Linked DNA regions of Mus musculus: region 1 is linked to region 2. The links are chromatin contacts, called in public HiChIP or PLAC-seq maps. All regions are on one chromosome and are shown on one strand. The core of a region is the stretch at or near the end of the contact, and the rest is flanking DNA. Distances in the headings are between cores, read along the strand shown. Region 1 has its middle 44 kb from the start of Irf4. Region 2 holds the start of Irf4 (interferon regulatory factor 4).

The links. HiChIP or PLAC-seq counts read pairs in DNA pulled down with a chosen protein or histone mark.
Region 1: a contact with region 2 is called in a BATF HiChIP or PLAC-seq map of CD8 T cells, with 38 read pairs. The contact joins the enhancer-like site here to the promoter of Irf4 in region 2. A contact is called at or near these places in 2 of 39 promoter capture datasets (the 3T3-L1 cell line and macrophages), 15 of 484 Hi-C or Micro-C datasets (CD4 T cells, CD8 T cells, CD8 central memory T cells and 6 more), 6 of 115 datasets of contacts at active chromatin or transcription factors (the 230-238 cell line, CD8 T cells, memory CD8 T cells and 2 more) and 2 of 9 other capture datasets (adipose tissue and liver).

Annotation. Positions count from the first base shown.
Region 1 is chr13:30,790,303-30,796,996 of GRCm38.p6, reverse strand. It overlaps a transcript of Exoc2 not described here. Among named protein-coding and RNA genes, the nearest start is that of Irf4, 44 kb to the right of the region's middle. Within about 2 kb of position 4,501, at least 66 of the 459 cell types and tissues checked have an H3K27ac peak or open chromatin away from gene starts, as enhancers often do. A contact at or near this core is called in CD8 T cells, CD8 central memory T cells, Th17 cells and 6 more, where this site is marked.
Region 2 is chr13:30,746,394-30,753,338 of GRCm38.p6, reverse strand. Irf4 (interferon regulatory factor 4) reads right to left here and starts at 4,106. Exons shown (of 9, transcript NM_013674.2): 1 at 4,044-4,106; 2 at 2,544-2,791; 3 at 1,473-1,659; 4 at 560-648. The coding sequence starts at 2,759.

The DNA of each region.
Region 1 (6,694 bases), core at 3,252-5,751, 43 kb before region 2:
TGCCTCCCCCTTCTCCCAAAAAGCGTTTATTTATTTTGATACTTTGCTTCACAGATGAAACTTGAGTTATTCTGAATATTTCAAAAGCATGAAGATACCATTTGAAACACAAACAAAACAAAACCATGGAGCACTATGTCATTAAGCATAAGAATGTCCTGAGTAAAAACAGGATTTCATAAAACTCTGTCTGCACCTCTGAGGGTGAACCCTCAGGAAAGAGTGAAAAAGAATTAAAATTTCATATTCCCAAACTTGGGATTCCTTAGGCCTCCCTCAACTCCAGCAGAGTTCTGCTTCTTGGCCTGGCAGGCTTTGCATGACCTGGGAATGATGTCTGAGATCCTCAAATGCACCCCCTTTAACTCTTCATCAGAAGGGCAGCACAGGGTGGCTGCCTTATTTCTGTCCTAGCTAGGAGTTTTACCACAGAAGCTGGTACTCTGGAGATAGCACTGAAAATGTTTAGCAGAGCAGTATTGGAAGGTCCGATGTAAGCAGTCTTTCCCTCCTCGGCTGTGATGCTGGAGAATGGAGAATTAACTCCCAGCACTGACCCCCCCCCCCCTCGCCCAGGTTCTGTTTCTGTGCCTGGTGGAGATGGACCAGGTCATCACCAAGAGCTCCTCATCCCTCATTGCTCTAGGACTCACAGTGAGTCACACTCCGATTCTGGACACCCTTTAGTCATTTGGTGACAAGCTCTGTAAACTGTAAAGTATCCCACAACCATTATCTCCATTTCTATCAAGTAGCTGGTCTCTCCCCACAGCAAGCCACAACAGAATTGTTTTGCTAGCACTTTCACCCCTCAGAGGGCCATCATCAAGAGCAGAGGTGACAGCGCGTGCTTCCCACCTCTCCTGTTTCCTCCCTCTTTCCCGTTCAGCTGCACCTGCAGATCCAAGATGTCACAAATGCATTGAAATTTGGGGGCAGTAAAACAAACAAACAAACAAACAAACAAAAAGCAGGTCTCCTGCTGGTGGCTGCTCTGCAAATGGCATAATTGCTGCAGACAGATCTGGAGGCAAATTTTGTATCTTAGTAGCACTAAGTCCAGTTGGCATGAGTCTACAATGCTTGTGAAAATAATGTTAACATTAGAGGAAACCAAACGTGTATGGTCTTCACAGTTTTGTCTGTCTGAAGTTACCTCAAAGTAAATTGCTAGGAAGGACTGAGGGCCATTTAAGCATGTTAAAAGTGAAAGTGGTGCTTGAGTGTTTCTATCCCCAAAGAGCTTTAGAGTACAGGTGCCTCGCTAGGACCAGTCCTGAAAGCAAGAAGAGGGGACTTGGGAAAGAGTCTGGAGATGAGCAAGTGCTCACGTGGTTTCCAGCGAGCGTGAAGAGCCCTGGGACTCAGGGAGCCCTTTGCCCCTCATTGACACAGCATCCTCTAGGATAGTGGTTCTCAACCTGTGGTCACTACCCCTTTGGGGATGGCATATCAGATATCCTACATATCACATATTCATATTATGATTCATGACAGTAGCAAAACTACAGTTATGAAGTAGCAACGAAATACAACATGGGGAGCTCTGTTAAAGGGTTGCAGCATTGGGAAGGATGAGAGCCGCTGCTCTAGAGGCAGGGAATGCATTCGACATGAAATTAGCATCCTCCCTTCTAGTGACAAGTGCTCTGTTTCCACTACCGAAGAGAATGTTATGTTTCAGAATATCAAAGCCTCCGTCTTCAAACCAGGTCTCATATCTCTCCTTTTCTCTTTCCTTTTCCTTCAAGATCTCCACTAGCCAGATGGACCTCATGCCTCCCAGGGCCCCTGAATGCTCACACCATCACCCTTGCCTTGCTCAGCCTCTCCTGCCAACCCAGGATACATAGTACATTGGAGACTAGTATGGCCTATAGTATGAGACCCTATTCCAAAGAAGGAGAAGAATTCAATAACCTGAACAGGTACAACTGTATTTATAGTTAATGTTCCTCTCACAAAGAAACTCCTAGGCGTAGGTGTCTTCCTTCACACATTTTAAATATTTAAAGGAAAAGTTAAATTATTTTGAAATACAAATCCCAAGTGTGCATGTGCTAGAGGACTGGTCCCCAAGGAGGTAGTGGACTCGTAAATGGAAATAGGACTTATGTTAAGGTTTAGGTCATTGGGAGTGTGTCCTTGAAATAGATTGTAGCACTCCTAGCCTGCCTCTGACTCCCAGCCAGGAGGGAAGTGGTATCCCTCCACCATGTGACAAGCTGTTATAGTGCTTACTACAGTGGAAGTCAGCACACCACAGGCGAAGCCCTCTCAAGTGACCCTCGGAAAACCCTTCTTCTTTCTAAGGTGGTTGGTTTTTCTCAGTTATTTATTGATGTGATACAATGCTGTCAGATCTCTTTCAGAACATAGGTGAGGACACTCTATGCTCTAGTTCTAAGATCAAAGACATGGAAAGAAAGAAAGAAAGAAAGAAAGAAAGAAAGAAAGAAAGAAAGAAAGAAAGAAAGAAAGAAAGAAAGAAAGAAAGAAAGAAAGAAAAAAGCTGACCCATGTGGCATTCACGGTCTCACCTAACGAGAGGCTAGCGTTTGGTTTCTAGTGGCCAGGGACACCAAGTAGCCAACCCACTGTCATTTTCCGCTTGTTTACTCTGATTTTCAAACAGTCTCCTTAAGATCCCAAAGTACTTGCTGTGCATGGTGGTAAGTCTGGGGTCAGAAGAAAGACAGGCAAATTCCTGCAGTCTCTGCTCACAGGAGGGTGGAAAAACCACCCCACCTGCCAGGAAATGTCACATCTCTGCTTGGTGAGAACTCAGTCACTTTAGGGGCCTCCCGTAAGTGCCATGGCTTCTTGGAAGGAGAACAGAACTGGGTCTTCCTAGTGGGGAAGAAGTGGGAGGTGGCGCTTGGCCCCGTTGCATGCCCTCCAGGCTGTTATAACCTGTGGTTCTACATGACCCCTTGCATTAGCAGGTATTCTCTGTACCGCATCGTTCTCACAGGCACAAACGCCTCACTAGTTCCCTCAAGAAACAGTCTCTCTTCTCAGGGCACCCCTACACTGGCCAAGTCCCTCAGTTCTCCTCCGTATAGTCACTCCTCAAATCACCCGGACTCAGCATTCTGACAATTCATCTTGTCTCTCTGACTTTCATCGGTTACTCCCAAACTGCAGCTGCCAGGATCACTGACTCAGGGTCCTGGCAGCACTCCATGAGATATGGCTCTCCCTGGCTTCCTGGTCACTTCTTTCCTGGTCACCTGTGCTTCTTCTCCTCACCCTGCCACTATCTTCTCTTTGTCTCCCTGGCACTGTTCTTGGCAGCTCTAGGGTCTTGATGCCACGACCTTGGGCACTGTAGCCATGCCCCAGCTCCAGGTAGTGTTGGCAGTACAGCTCCTTTGGCAAGTCTCTGATCATCAGATGGGCAGTTACACATGCCTAGGATCTTTCTTGGTCCTCCCCTCTCTGTCTTACCACAGATACGACAATCCCTTTCTTAAGTCAGGGGCAGCCAGAGCTTTCCCATGGCTCTCATCCTGTCCTCGCTGACACTGGGGTAGCCTGTCACTGCCCCCTTTTCTACCATGGCCTCCTGACCAGGCAGGGCACCCTCTACAGTGGAAGTTGGATCTCGGCCCAGAGACCCAACCCACAGCCACCTTTGGTACCAGTCCAGTCAGCCCATTCTGCCTCCTTTGCCTCTGCCCCTTTCCTGGGCACTAGCAACAGCCGCTCTGTGCTTTCCTGGTCCCCATTTGAAACCACCTGGCCACACACCTTCCTGTACCCTTGTTCCTCCCAATCAGGCATGTATGGGACACTTGGGAAATAGGACTGGTTCCTGTTGGGTATGAGGGCCCAAATTAGGGAAGCTTATTTTCCTCAGCTGTAAATGAGGATCCACTTCAATAGGTTTTAGGCTTCTTTGCAAAAATCAGACTCTAGAAAGCATGCTGAATTCCTGTAAGAAACACCAGGCTGCACAGCACTGACTACTGCAGACCGTTTGCTTATAATCCCTAAAGCTGACATATAAGATCAGATCATAGACTGGGCTGGTTGCCTAAGACTCTCTGGCTTGGAGATAATGTTTCCTTTTATCCTCACATGGTCCCCCTCAGTGTGTGCCTATGTTCTTTTGGGTCTTGAGAGTGGTGTGTGTGTGTGTGTGTGTGTGTGTGTGTGTGTGTGTGTGTGTCCAGTTTTAAATAAGATCACTTCTTGGCCTACGATTCAATGATAAGGCAAGGGTGGCCGGCTATTTAAAATTCAGTTGTTGGAGAGGCAGGCAGCATATCAGCCCCCTGCTTGTCCCACTGCCCTTGAGTTTCCCCAGTGCTTCCAGCCTGCCTTCCACCGAGGGCTTCTTGGTTTCTTGTAAAAGACGAGATTAGAGTAACCCTGACTTCATTCCCACCTCATTTCATAAACAAGACAGGGAAATGCCAAAGACACGCAGGCCGTTCCTCAAACCACCTTGTTTTTTAGTTCAGCGATGGAAACACACCACTTCCTTCCACTGAGTCAGGCCAGCCGCGCCTCTTTTTCACAGAGCCGTGGCAGCTGCCTGTGCCAGCTAAACAGGATTAAGCTCTGTATCACTCTTTCCACCAAGAAAGTTAACTTTCCTGGTGGAACTCAGTGAGGCTGTGGCTTGCTTGCGTTACTGTTGTTGTTTGGTTTGGGGTTTTTTTTTTCTTTCTTTCAATTGCATAAGTCATTCACTAAATAGGTTAAAGAGGTGAGGAGGATGTGCTGGCGGCTGTCCCCAACCTGAGGCAGCCCAGGAGGGCTCCTCACGCCTCATACCTCACTTAGGAGACCATTGGGGCCACCTACTTCAACCCAAGTTGGGAAGCTGAAATGATGGATGGATGGACAGGGGGACAAACCAGGAAGACAGAGTCAAGGGAAACAGCCTGCAGGATACACAAAGTGTCTTGTCAACCGGGTTCCTTTTGACCACCATCTTTTGTATACTGAATACTGTCTACACTAGAACTGCCCAGCTGCTTCCAAGAGAATGGGCTTCCATCCAGCTCATGTTTGGGGCTCCTGCCTGTCTCCCCCACTGCATGTGGAGGGCAGCATCTGCTTGGGCTTCCTCTTCAGAAGCGCCTCTGCCTTGGGCCCTGTCTTCCCCCCCCCCCCCCAAGATATGTTTTCTCACTCTTCAGCTATCCTAGGTAGGGAGCCAGGCAAGCAAGTCCTGAGAGTTGTGTTGGAGGGTACTGGAAGCCCTAAACCTGGAAACTCAGGAAGATTCAGGAGTTAGAACCTGGGGCAGGAGGCTAAGAGACAGGCTGTCTTAGGATTTCTATTCCGGCACAAACATCATGACCAAGAAGCAGCTGGGGAGGAAGGGGTTTATTCAGCTTACACTTTTCCACAGTGCTGGTGATCACCAAAGGATGCAGGACTGGAACTCAAGCAGGTCAGGAAGCTGCAGGAACTGATGCAGAGGCCATGGAGGGATGTTCTTTACTGGCTTGCTTCCCCTGGCTTGTTCAGCTTGCTTTCTTTTAGAACCCAAGACTACCAGCCCAGAGATGATCCCACCCACAAGGGGCCTTTCCCCCTTGATCACTAATTGAGAAAATGCCTTACAGCTGGATCTCATGGAGGCATTTCTCAACTGAAGCTCCTTTCTCTGTGATAACTCCAGCCTGTGTCAAGTTGACACAAAACTAGCCAGTATACAGGCTCAAAACATTTCCAGAGGAAAATGCAGCAGCGTTGAATCTGGTTGCCTCTCAGACTCCACCAAAGCCCATCATGTAAACTATGGCTAAGCTGCATGGGGTAGGGCCTTGTCAAGATGGCTATAAAGCCTGCTCCCACTTCTTACCTGTGATCCTCCATCCAGTCACCTGTCCCTACTTTCATCCATAGGCTCAGTACTGGAATTTGCTGAAGACCCAAAGACACCCTCCCACCCCCTACCACCCCCCCCCCCGCTGGATCCCACAGGACCAGTTATTTCAGCAAACTTCGGTGTATGGACCTTGCTACCCTTTCTTGAGGGCTGAAGACCACCCCCAGCTTGGGTTTAAATACCATTAAGCACTCACAACCTTGGCTTCTTGACCTGAAGCCAGAGCCTTGGAGCTTTAAAGCAGCTATCCTTCCTATTTCTGATTGGTTCATATCTCCCCATGGCTCATCACCAGGACCCCCATGTTTGGGTTTTCGGTCCCCAAAAGCCCACTGACTTGTCAAATTGTCCGACCTTACAGTGCCATGTTTTATTACAGGTGATATATCGCTGGCATAGCCCATCTGTATTTCTAGGGCCCTGTGGGCCTGTGCCAGCTTCTAGAGGGAGGCTCTCTGGTCTGTAAAGACTATGCCTAGGAGTGAGGCACAGCTCTTCTAGTCTTTCACCTGTGGGTTTTCTTATCTTCCACTGGGGAAACAGCAGGACTGAAGTAGCCAGTGAGCAGGCCAGCTCAGTCATAGCGAGCTGGTTTACAGGGATTCTAATGAACCTGGCTACTTCAAACTCTGAAGAGAAAAAACAGAGGAAGAAAAAAAAAAAAAACCCAAAACAAACACAATCATCGTAGTCATTTGAAAAGGAAAAACAAGTTGGGTTTCAGAGCCTGTGGATGGGTGGCTGCTTTTCCACTGTCTGCCACTGTGCAACCCTCACCTTCTCTAGAACCATCTCTTGTTTCCTCCTCACGAGTTGTGGTTTACTCTGATTTCTAACTCATTC
Region 2 (6,945 bases), core at 2,857-5,356:
TCATTTTGCCCAAAAAGTGACATGGACTGTCTATCACACTAGGTAAAAAACAGCCATAGAGGGTCTGAAAGCACAATGAGGACATTGTATAAAGCTGTGATTTTTGTAAGGCTTCATCATATGGCTGAACACGGCACCAAGAATACCGCAGTGAAATCTGCCCTTTTTAAGCCACCAAAGTGAATAAAACAGTACTGTAATTCACATCAGGGACGCCTAGAGAAGTCAGCTGCTCTGCGGTTTCACATGATAAAGTACTACTTCCAAAACCTTTGACTTCCACAAAAGGTCTGATTCCCAGAAGATCTGACCATCAGTGGAAGCCTCTCTCCACAGGTGGGACACATCAAACTCCCCAACAAAACTGTGGCGTCAGGGACAGTGACACCACACTGGAACTGAAACATCCTTCTCTGACCAAGTTTTTGTTCAGCGTGTGTACTAGCCATAGCAAATAAGAAGTCAGCCCTACACTTTTCATTTGTGTTTGCCTCTCTGTGTGGAGCCAGTCAAAAGGGCATGGGCCAGCCTTCCACAAGACCAAGAGTCTACCACATACCTGGGCTGGCAGAGAGCCATAAGGTGCTGTCATGGGGTAGGGGTGGCCCATGGCCATCTGTGTGTCATCCAAAGTGAGCTGCTTTGCTCCTGTGTGTTTGGGGAAAAGGAAGAGAGAACACAGAGTAAGACAAGGAACTGACTTAAATCTTATAAAAGTACCTATGCACTTAATTCTTAGAATGCATAGCCCTATTAACCAATCGGGTATTTTAGGTTTGTTTTGTTTTGTTTGTTTGTTTGTTTTTCAAGCAATTTCTTAGAGAGATATTTGTCTTTGCCATTAAACTGATTAAACATTTGCTGACTTGTGAGTGACAGCCAGGGAAGGAAACACCACCCAGGATCCCTGTGATCCACCAAGTGGTTTCTGGTTGTGAGATGGTACCTAGTTAAGGCATCCTGTATGGTTGGAACCAAATGCAGATTCCTGAGCACTGCTTGAGGTAGACTAGTTGGAAGAGAGGGAACTCAAGATCTGAATATTCATAACCACCCTAGCAGGCCATGTTAAACCAGAAACTCTAGCAGTTTTATTACAAGAAGTGTGAATATGTATGGGGTGTGGGATGTGCTTTCTCCTCTTGAAAATGCTTACTAGAGGATATTAGGTAAGTAAACATTTAATGGATTTTCCAGATTTTGTTTGGAAATTTGATCCAGATCCTAATTGAATGGAGTAACTGAAAATAATGCCTTCAAGTGCATAACCCACACACCCATGGGGCTTAAAGTCTGCCAGGTCATCCTATACTAACACCACAGGGTTGTCACTTATAACAGAGAGGACATGGGCAAAAGGACATCTGGGCTTAACCTACAGCAGAGGTAGGACGTGACTGTCTCTAGGAAGAAGGGCTCTCTGAGTGCCATAATGCCTTTATCCTGCCACCTGGGCTGGGAAAACCCCTTACCTTTTTTGGCTCCCTCTGGAACAATCCTGTACACCTTGTATGGGTCAGAGATATCCAGCTGGCTCCTCTCGACCAATTCCTCAAAGTCATTGCTCTTGTTCAGAGCACATCGTAATCTTGTCTTCCAAGTAGGAGGATCTGGCTTGTCGATCCCTTCTCGGAACTTGCCTTTAAACAATGCCCAAGCCTAAGAACGATGAGAAGAAAAGTCAAGCCCAGAGCGTCAAAAGAATTCTATGGATTGCATTTCAGCAAGGAAGGTTACTGTTTCAAATTTGCTGTTGCCTGAAATGTGGAACATGATGTTAGTGGGGTCCTGAGACCCCTAGTATGGGCTGTACACGCCCAGCGCCTGAATCAAGTGTGGGCAAGACTGGGGACAGAGCTGTGGAGGGGGCAGGCCCCAGAGAGGACATCTACAAAATCACAGAGGTACTTTGAACAAATTCCCGCAGGAAGTCCCCTTCCTCGGCCTGCTGGCAGGTGGAGGCTGGGGGCTTCACAGTTCAGTGAGCCAGTTCTCTGGGGACATCAGTCCTAAGGGACTCACACGGGGTCGGAGGGGGATACCAGAGAAAGACTCGGAATAGTCAAAGCTACTCAAAGAAAGAAAATCAGAGATCGCAGCTTCTAGAACTAGAACCAGACAGTAGAGGTGCCCAATCAAAGAAACAAAACCCAGAGAGAGAAACTCAGAAAAATAACAAAACACAGAGAGACAGGGAAGCAGAGAGTGGCCCTAGCAGTCGGTGGTGGTGGCAGGAAACAGCGAATGGGCTATGCAAACGGAACCTCGGTCCCCCAGAGATGCCCCTGAAGCTGGAAGTTCTTTCCTCCACACAAACAGTATTGGGACCTGGTTTCTTGTGTATGCAATCCCCGGAGAGTTTGCAACCTCTTTCCCTTCTCCTGGGGACTTTGCCTAAGCAGGGTCCAATGCTTGATGCTCTGGCCTCCTCCTTGCAGGAGCCCACCTCTTAGTCCCTTGCCCGGGAGCCACAGACATTCAGAGCTTTCAGATTCCCCATCCCCACCCCCACCCCTGCCCAGGGATCCCTGAATGCTGCTAACCTTGAAGAGGGCAGCGTCCTCCTCACGATTGTAGTCCTGCTTGCCCGCGTGTTTCCACGGGATGCGGAAGACGCTCTTCTCCTCGTTCTCCCACACCAGCCCGGGGTACTTGCCGCTGTCGATCTGGTCGATCAACCACTGTCGGAGTTTCCCATTGCCGCAGCTCACTGCGCTCATGCCGAACTCTGAGCCCCGGCTGCCCGTCTCCAAGTTCATGACGCGTGCGGACCTCCTCCTGGGCTTGTGCGCTGAGGAGAGACACACATTCCCTGCAACTACCTTCGCATCACTTTGGAGGCGGGAGGAAGCCCCGTCCCAAACTCTTGCAGTGCCCACGAGGCCCCGAGTCTCTGAGGCTGCCAAGGTGCTCGGGTGCAGTGCCAGAGTCTCCGAAGTCCCCCAAGAGAAGGTACTTTGACGAAGGTATAGAGAGCATCCCTTGGCGCGCACCATCCTCCTCCTCCTCCTCCTCCTCCTCCTTTTTTTTTTGCCTGTCTGTTCTTTCTTTTATTAAAAAAATTAGGTAATTTCTTCATTTACATTTACATTAACACGCTCCGTTGAAAGCTCCTAGCTACACAGCTTCTCTGCAGATCCCAAGTCTTGCGCCACGCTGGGGCGCTCACTTTGCTCACTCGTCCCTCTGTGCTGGATCCAAGTAGCTTTCATCCCACTTTTCCCTCACTGTTTCTACACTTGCCCCTTCCTGGGTTTAGGTTGCCCTGGCTGCCCCAGGCGAAAAGGACCTGGCACATGGACTAGCCCTTGTCCAGGTCCTGTGTCCCTGCCATGCAGGTTTGCGGTACCTAGCTTACTCTCTTGACTTTCTTCTATGACACCCTTACTTTGTCCTCGGAATAACCCCAGGCCTACCCAACCAGAGACCATCACGTGGGTCCTGGAAGCAACAAGTGGAAGTCTGGTTATGGGGCAAGCAGCGCAGCCAAGAAACAGGAGATTCCAACCTGCAGAATGTCAGCGTGAACCCTGGCAGGAATGAAGCCGAGGCTGGGAATAAGGGGTGCTGCGGACAGCAACACTAGCACTCTTGCCAGAGAAGTGAAGAAGGGGCATGCGGGGAAAGGGGCTCTGAGCACCCTAAGTTTGGAGCTCTCAGCTCTTCTTGGCTGCCCGGCCTAGGAATCACGCTCTGGAGCCCTAGATGAGTTTGGGTCCTTTAGGAACCAGGGCTGGAAAGGAGCTTTCCACTGGAGCAGAGAGAGTCAGAGGCTGTCCCTCTGAGGACAAGCTGTGGCCAGTGCGATCCTTTGATGACACCACAGTCCCATTAGCTCGTCCCGCCCAGCCCGTGGGGGATGTTCTGGAACTCCCACCCAAACAGCTTCATACAAAACCCGAAGTGCACAGGTCCTAGGGCAGCGTAGATGAGCGGAGCCTGGGTCCGCTATCTCAGCATTCTCCCTCAGGCTCAGAGATGGAAGCCAGGCTTCCTCTGCCACCAGCCTCACACTCCTCCTTCTGCCCGACTACAGGCCTTACCTCACCCGCACTCTTAGCTGAGGGCAGCAAAGGGTCCCAAGTTCAAGTGGTGAAACTAGGAAAGTGAGGTGAGAAAGAGGAACTTTATAGAGCCGGAGGCGGAGTGCAGGGCGGGCGCTTCGGCCCCGCCTTGAGAGGGCGTGGCTTGCCCATACCCAGGACCGCCCCCCACCTCTGCCTTGTGCCTGGGTGTCCCGCAGGAACAGGAGCTTCGGACTAGAGCCCACCGGGTCAAGGGCTGTCCCACTTCAGACAAACCCTGGCTTTCTTCAGCTCCTCCTGTGGAGGGGGCTGGGGACTCTGATGTACTCAGAAATCCTCAACCGGATGGGACAAGTCGGTATGGCCCGTTCCTGTGAAGGTGGAGGCATGCAAAGGGGATACTGGAATCTGCACTGAGCATAGCTGATAACTACTAACTGCTCATGGCCAGGTTGGGAAGTGATGGAGAGTCTGGAGCACAGGGAACTTGGTTCTCACAGCATGTGACAGAAGAGATAGACTGAGAGAGGTCGGGAGCATCCTTGGGCAAAGCGGAGTCTTGTCTCTCTGAGCGTTTAGAGAATATCACGCTCACTAAAAAGAAAAATAGAAAGGCAAGTTTATAAGCCGTGGCCCAAATACTGTGTTTGAAACGCTTATACATGTTGGGTGAATGAAACCGACGAATTGAGATGACTCAGACAAGCACAGTCCCCAAAGTTTCAATCATGGCAACATAAAAGAGATGGGGGATCCCTGAGTACTCAGGTAGTTAGCGCGCTTCCGGATGTCAATTCACCTTAAAATGATAATTTTAACCTCAGCCTCGTGGGAGGCAGTTGCCGGTGAGGTACCAATGCCCCAAATAGAACAGCTAGGCTGACTGAAGGTTTTACTTTATTTTCGTGTTTTCTTTGACCTTCATATGTAAACTCCATGAGCTTTTGCCGCTGACTTTCTCCAGCTCAGCTTGGATGCCTGGAGCTTATATGTTATCTTGGTGTTTTCAGGTAAGCAAGCAGACTACCAGTTTCTGTATCATTTTAGATTACCACCACCACAGGTCAACTTGGAGCGTTTGTAAAGATTTGACAACTTTTTCATTTCACATGTTTCTCAGTTTTTCTTTTAATCTTCCATCCTGGGTTCTGGACTTTAGGAGAAACATCTGATTTTGGCCACAGGAAAACTGGTGCAGAGATGCCCACCGGCATGTTTTTTTTTCCTAACATCAACAGGCTTTCTCAGAAATTAACAGGATGCCATGTCGTTCTTTCACCCCAATTAGTTTTCCATTGTCAGAGCCCTGGTAGTAAACAACAGAGTTTCGTTCAAAGAAAATTTTGGTCACACCCATTTTCCCCTCTTCTTCCTTTGGGGTTTCATTCATTCAAAAATATTCTTTGAACACCTTCTGTCTGTCGGGAACTATCCCGGTCACCAGAGACACACCTCGGAGCAAAGCAGAGATTGTAGCTTCAGATAGCACAGCCTTGCTGCTGAGGAATTACATTTCTTCAAAGCGTGCACAGACTAAGGACAGAAGCAGCCAACCCGAGGTTTTTGGTTTTTTTTTTTTTTCTTTTTTCTTTTTTTCACTTAGACACACGTGTCTTCTACCTTGACTTAGGCGGTTTCAACATTTTCCTCAGCCAATCTACATCCTCTGTTTTCAGAAGTTTAAACAACAGTCATTACAAGAAACCTTTTGAGACTTCACATGGTTATCTTGTTTAAAAGATATGATTACTAATCTTCAACGCCATCTTCTGGTTTACTCGCTCGCTCGTTGTGTGGATCCCCCAGAAGTGATAGTTTAACAGTGAGGTGAATGCAAGCAATAAGCTACCTAAATCATTAAAACTTCCTATTTTATTAGCATCTATTAGTTGCACACAGCAGTGATGGGTTTCATTATGACATTACCTTCATCTCCTCTGTCGCCATTTCTTACCACTCGTCCCTCCAGCCCTCCCCACCCCATGTCTTTAACCAGTCTGCCTTTTACTTTCTTACCCCTGCCCCCAGCATGGGAAAACATGTGAGACACACATTTATTTCACACCACACGACATATTGAGTTCCAGTTTCAACCGTTCCTTGCAAACAGCATACCCCGGTTTCTCTTTTTAGTTGAATGTGATTCCCTTGTGAATCACATGCTCCCATTGTTGCTGGTGGAGAGGAAGGAATGGCCAGGTGGGCCCTTCTAGCTGACCACTAAGAACTTCTTAAATCACAGTCAGACTTGAAAGAATGGGGACAATTTTGCCAGTAGGCAATTTCCCATCCTCTTTCGCACTGACACTTAAGAAAATCGATACATGTCACAGTGAGATGGCGGACTGTTGTTTGAAAAATGTCACAGGAAATTAGTGAATTGAGCATCCGTCCCAAAGGCAGAGCTCCATACTCCCCGAGGAGATTACTAATGTTATTGGGCTAAGGAGCCACTGAGCAGTGATCGAGGTCTGAATGGGGCAAACTTTTCATTCATACTTCCCATAAAAAGACGGTAAGAAAAGCTAGACTGCAGCTCAGTATTTTGAGAATTGACCTTTTAAAATTATACATTCACAAGTAAGAACAAGTGGTTTATAGAGCCAGTCAGTGTTAGATACTCAGAAAGACATTATTCAGCCTAGGGTGTACCGTGGCAGTAGAATGCTTGTCTTGTGTGTGGAAGGCACTGGGTTCAATTCCCAGTACTCTCTCTTCCAAGAGACGGAGACCTTGTTTCGGATAAATGTATTTTCTGATGACCTCACTCTTTTAAAATGAGAACTACATTTGTTTTTGTTTTGTTTTGTTTTGTTTTGTTTTGTTTTGAAGTAAAATTCTATCTTTGGGAAAAATTATTTTATAAAACATTAAAAAATAAAACAGGAAAGAAAAAAACTTTGTTGTTTTAATGCATTGC